Regions from separate parts of the Mus musculus genome. Here region 1 is linked to region 2. Evidence: chromatin contacts called from public promoter capture Hi-C data. All regions are on one chromosome and are shown on one strand. Each heading gives the region's core, a stretch centred on a gene start, on an enhancer-like site or on the middle of the called end of the contact. The rest is flanking DNA. Distances are from core to core; before and after follow the strand shown.

Region 1 (2,700 bases), core at 101-2,600, 2.3 Mb before region 2:
GACTCCCTCTTCTGGCTCCCTTTTGCACCAGACATGTACAGAGGTGTACACACATACATAAAATAAAAATAAGTAGATTTTTTTAAACAATCAAAAATATGTAAAAAATAAAGTGACAAATATTACCATGGACAGAGTCATTTATTGAAGATTAATAAATTCTCTATCGTGGTTAGTAAAAAAAAAAAAAGGAAAATAGGGTTAGGAATGTTCATAGAGTGAAATAGGATCTAAATAATAACTGTAAAACTCAAAGGGAGAAAAAATATTTTAGATTATCTGAGGAGAAAAGGGAGGGATATCAGACAACATAAAGTGCTCCCAGCAAAAAAAAAAGTACACAGCGAAAATCTTCCACACAGGCCACTTACCACCTGTGTCGGGGCTCTCCTCCTCCTCTTCCTCTTCCTCGCCCTCAGTTTTGTAGTAGGACTCCCACTCTGACATGTTGGTTTGCTCACTAGGTGAGAGAAGTTATGAATTTAAATGAAAAAAAAAAAAAAAAAAAAAACCAAGGCAGGTAGCTCTGTGGTAATGCGCTTTCCTACAGTGTACCCGGACCTATGCCACACACACCAGAAAAAAAAAGAGAGACAGACAGACAGACTTCTGGGTTCTCTTTAGATCTGTTCTAAATGCTCGGGTCACTAATAAAGAATGTGAATGATGGCTCCTGCTTCCTCCAAAGCTCTCCATATCATTGGAGAGGCAAGAGAAATGTGCATGGGGTCATTGCTGCAACAACCTCCCCTTGGCTATCCCTTAAGGATGCTGCAGGACCAAAATGGCTAGGGGTGAGGGCGAGGTATAACATAGCGGCTCAGCACTGAAGGTCCTATCTCGAGCTCCAACTGGACTGGGACGGTACTTGGTGCTCTGGCTGAAACATTCGTCTTCATTTCTCCCCCAACCTTCAGCTAGAGATTGGCTCAACCACCAGTCCTGTTCCGCCTTCTGGGGAGAAAGGAGCATGACCCAGGTCCTGCAGGTCGACAGCGCTGCTCCGTGGTGAGGCCAGGGGTCGCGCGACACTAAGCGTGCAAGCAAGCCACCAAGGCAGGCCTCATCCAACACATGTGGTGCGGCGAACCTACCTTAACCGCAGGCGGGCAAGCCACTGGGACAGCAGAAGGTGGGCACCACGTCCACGCGGGCTCCTTGTCTCTCGCCCAATCAGCGACGTTGCGTCATCACGCACAACACGCCCTTCGACCCTTCAAGCGGGCACGCCCACTCGCATTTCCCGCTTCCACCCCCTGTTCCCTAAACTGGAACGCTTGCGGCCAGAGAAAGCCCCGCCCCTCGCTTGAAGCTCCGCCCCCGAAACCCGTCAGCACCGAACGCACATGCGTGAAAGTGCGTCCCCGCCCCTGCCCCCTGTTCCGTGCGGAGTCTCTGGGATCTCTCTCTCTGTCACCTCACAGTAGTCGTTGCCGGTCGCGGGTGTCCGGGCGCGAGCAGCGCAGGGCCGCCTCTCCCCCGCCCTCAGGCCGGGCCCCGGCTCGGTCCCCCGCTCCCTCTTCTCCCCACCCCGGTCGGGTACCGGAAGGTCCAAGCCGCTGCCGGGTGCCCGAGGGCCATCGTGGCCGCCGCCACGGGTCCTGATGGAGCCGCCAAATCTCTATCCGGTGAAGCTCTACGTGTACGACCTGTCCAAGGGCCTGGCCCGCCGGCTCAGCCCCATCATGCTGGGTGAGGGGACCGGGGTCAGTGGGAAGAAGGCAGGTGGCCGCTGGAAGCGATCCACCGAGGGGGGTGGGGGAAGACGGGCCCATGGGTGGTAGGAAAGATCCACTAGGGCAAGGACAGTGAGGTGGGATTCCCTGAACCCCTGTCCAGCTTCATGATCTAAGCCAAGGAGACACACGCTCCGGCTGAGAGCAAGCTCCTCTTCAGCTAGAGACTGGGGCTAGCCGACTGATCTTGGTGGATTCCCCAAGAAGCCAGGGAACCCTGCTTCTTTAGCTCAAAGTAGAGAAAGTGAGGATACCTCCAGCTCGTGTCCCTGGTGGTGGAAGCAACACTGCAGACGAGATCCTCTGGTGTCCCTCGGAGCGACTGCCCTCCGCGCCAAAAGGAAATTCCCTCTGCAGTCCTTGGAGTGGATGGGAAGAGAGCGCTAGAGCGGTGGAAGGCTTGAGCCCTTGCCGGCTCCAGGTTAGGTCAAGTCAGGTCACCCTGAGCCAGATCTTGGAACTAATTACGTTCTGTCCGACGATGCAATTTTCGCTCAACAGTTAATTGCTTTTGACCAGATGGTAAGAAAGCAGTTCTGGGGGAGGACCGGATGCTGTATCGGTGAGGATATCGGTTGTGCTCAGTTCAAATGGTTTCATGCTGAGAGAGAAAAAGAGCCCTTCAGTGTAGGTCCAACTTCACTTCAAGTCAAATACCAAAATGTCTGTCATATAGGATTTGTCAGGCTTGTCATTTCAGGTAATGGTGGACAGGAATGGATTTCAGGGATTGAAACTGACATAGTTTTGCATCATTCAATAAATAGCTATAGTGTTTCCTGGAGACATTGGAGGAAGGCCTATTTCTTAAGGAACACAAGGGGCAGGGATCAAGGAAGCAAGGCAAGTTTTGAGGACATCCATTTGTGATGTGTCACTGAGTTGAACTTACTAATCCTTTAACCCTGGGGCAGCGAGTGGTTTCTAAATGTGGTTTCCCATCAGAATCATCTAGGATGTTCGT
Region 2 (2,700 bases), core at 2-2,501:
CAACACATCTGCATTTTCTTGATGAGATGCTGGAGAAGTGAGAGGTTAAGAAAGTTTCCTAAGGTCACAGACCCTTTTAATGGCAACAGTTGGAAGGGAAGCCCAGTCCCTCCCTTGGCATCAGTTTCTTTAGTGATGTTTGACACTTTCTAAACACCAGTAACATCTTATAGTTACTTTCTTATTTTCCACAATGCCAAGTAAGTGGTGAGATCTTCATTTCTGCCTACCTTCTCAACACCGCAGAAGATGCTACTTAAAGATGCCCTTCCATATTGCATGAATACAAGAGGTGGCTCCACTCGTAAGTGGCAAGGCTGAGGGTCATGCCTATTTTTTTTTTTAATTATAACAAGGCAGGGTGTGGGAAGGCGACGAGTGCCACGGTGTACGAATCAGTTCTCTCCTTCACTAGGTGAGTCCTGGGGATCGAACTGAGGTTGTCAAACTTAGGAGGCAAGCCCCTTTACCTGCTGAGCCATCTTGTCGGTCCCATCTTTTTATTTTATTTGGGTGGACACGGAAAGAGGACGCTCCTCGGACATCATTCTCGCCGACTGAGCAACTACTTTCTGTTTACTTTCCAGAGACCAGGAAGAGAAACGGCTGCCACCCCTTAGACTGGCTACCTGTCTTCGTGAGTATCCCGCCCCCTGCCCAAGCCACCTTGACACTTGGTCCTCCGGGATGCTCCTAGAAGAGGAAGACCCTGCGTCTCAGGGACCCCCCTCCTGGGGAGGGCGGGCTGATCCACACGGGGACAGGGACACAGGGCGCGCGGCCCGAGTCGGGAACCCCGTTCCACGTGGCGGAGCCAAGTGGCAGCGATCGAGGCGGGAGCGGGAAGCGCGGGAGGCCGGGTGGACGCTGCCCGGTGCGGAGAGTGGGCCCGGGCCCGGCAGGTTCGGGAGAGCGGCAGGTGGGCGGGCTGCATCCCTTCAGCGCTCCCGTGAGCCGTGCCACTGGACAGCCGGCTGCCCGCCGTCGCCTCGGAGACCGTCCGGCCCCTCCGCGTACCCCTGGCCCCGCCGCCGCCTCCCGGGCCTACCTTGCTGGTGAGGTCCAGCTCCGGCTCGCCGTTGAGCGCCTCGCCGTCCTCGCTGCAGTCAGAATCGAAGCCGCCATGGAGTCGGGCCGCGGCCGCGGCGGCCCGAGCCGCCCCCGGAGAGCTAGGCTCGGGGGCGAACATCGAGGCCGGCACCGGCGAGTCGACCGGGGAGCGACTCCGCTCCGCCGCCATCTTTAAGAACTTAAGCTAATTCGCAGCCGGCCGCCCGCCCTCCCTCCCTGGCTCATTTAACTAATTTATGCTCGGCCCCGCCCCTTCTTGTTAGAATAATTTATGCGCGGCTTCCCCGCCTCCCGAGACTGTCACGTATCTCTAGCGGAGACACAGAAGACCCAGTCTCTCATTTACCAATCGTCGCAGCTCTCTCAAATACTTTAATGAATAATTAATGAGACCAAAACCCTAACAACAAACGTCGTAGTGGTCGGGAGCCTTGGTCCCACCTCTAGTGGGGCCAACACAGCGTGCACGCTACCTGCCTGGATCCTTCCCGCCAACGGGAGCGAAGCAGAGGTTTGACTGACTTGACAACAATCCAATGAAAAGAGGCATCCATTCTTTACTCCCCACCTCACTTTCCAGAGGCGGGGCCAGCCTCCAAATCATACTGCAAAACAGTCCCGCCTGGAGCCTCTCAAAATGATGGACAAGGGCGGGACCCAATCTTGTCCTCCCTAAGTCCCGCGCGTCTGGCCGCCGCATACCCAGATAGTAAACTGTGAAATGAGCCTGGCACTCCGAATGATTGAAGGCAGTTGCTGCAACACTGTGTCCGGCGTGCTGGCATGCGCAAGGCAATTTTTATAGTAGAATCGATGCTATGTATTCCAGGAGTGGTAATATTACAGCCGCCAGACCAAGACAATTAATTAAATGCTGACCTCAGGGAGTTCCATTCATGACTCCTCGGAGAGCAACTGAGTGAACAGAAAGATGTTGACAGCCCAAACTCTAGCGTAAATCCCCTCACGTTTTTGGTGAACAGCTGAGCCACAGGTCTAGGATCTGTCAAGGTAGTTTCTTGTGGCTTATTTTTCAGTTGCCACTTGTGGAAAGTCCCAGTCCAAAAAAAAAAAAAAAAACCCGCCGTTCGTGTACCTGAAATTCCCGTTTCAAATGTCTGAAAAATTTAGACTATTAGGTGAGTTCTGTTTTTTACCAAGATCTAATTATGCTGGCTGGACCTGGCCACTCCTCCTGGTAATAGATTAAAAAAAAGAGCAGCCGCCTGAGGAAGTACGAGAAATTTAGGGATTGGACCACAGGATGTATATAGTAAGTAAGGAAAAGGGTACAATATAGCCGTCACCTAATTCGGGGAGAGTCTTGTCCTCATTTTTAACGTACTACCAAGTCTGTGAGCAGATGCTGCTGGAAACCTGACCTTAATGGTTTTTTACTGAGATTTGTTTTTATTTTGTATGAATGGTGTGTGTGTGTGTGTGTGTGTGTGTGTGTGTGTGTGTATGTCTGTGTGCCACCTTTGTGCAGGGCCTGTAGAGTCTAAATGGGGCACCGGAACCCTTTTGGACTAGAGTCGCAGACGATTGTTAGCCTCCATTAGGGTACTGGGAATCCAACCCAGGTCTTCTGAAACTCTGAGCTATATCTCCAGACCCAGAGATTCGGAC

The links. Capture Hi-C pulls out chosen DNA fragments and counts their contacts.
Region 1: a promoter capture Hi-C map of liver shows a contact between it and region 2, with 2.4 times the contacts expected there. The contact joins the promoter of Desi1 here to the promoter of Gtpbp1 in region 2. A contact is called at or near these places in 2 of 9 other capture datasets (adipose tissue and liver).

What each region holds. Positions count from the first base shown.
Region 1 is chr15:82,014,870-82,017,569 of GRCm38.p6, reverse strand. It overlaps Desi1 (desumoylating isopeptidase 1), which reads left to right and starts at 1,350. Exons shown (of 6, transcript NM_134095.3): 1 at 1,350-1,692. The coding sequence starts at 1,605. Xrcc6 (X-ray repair complementing defective repair in Chinese hamster cells 6) reads right to left here and starts at 1,201. Exons shown (of 13, transcript NM_010247.2): 1 at 1,095-1,201; 2 at 372-460. The coding sequence starts at 447.
Region 2 is chr15:79,689,447-79,692,146 of GRCm38.p6, reverse strand. It overlaps Gtpbp1 (GTP binding protein 1), which reads right to left and starts at 1,251. Exons shown (of 12, transcript NM_013818.2): 1 at 1,049-1,251. The coding sequence starts at 1,240.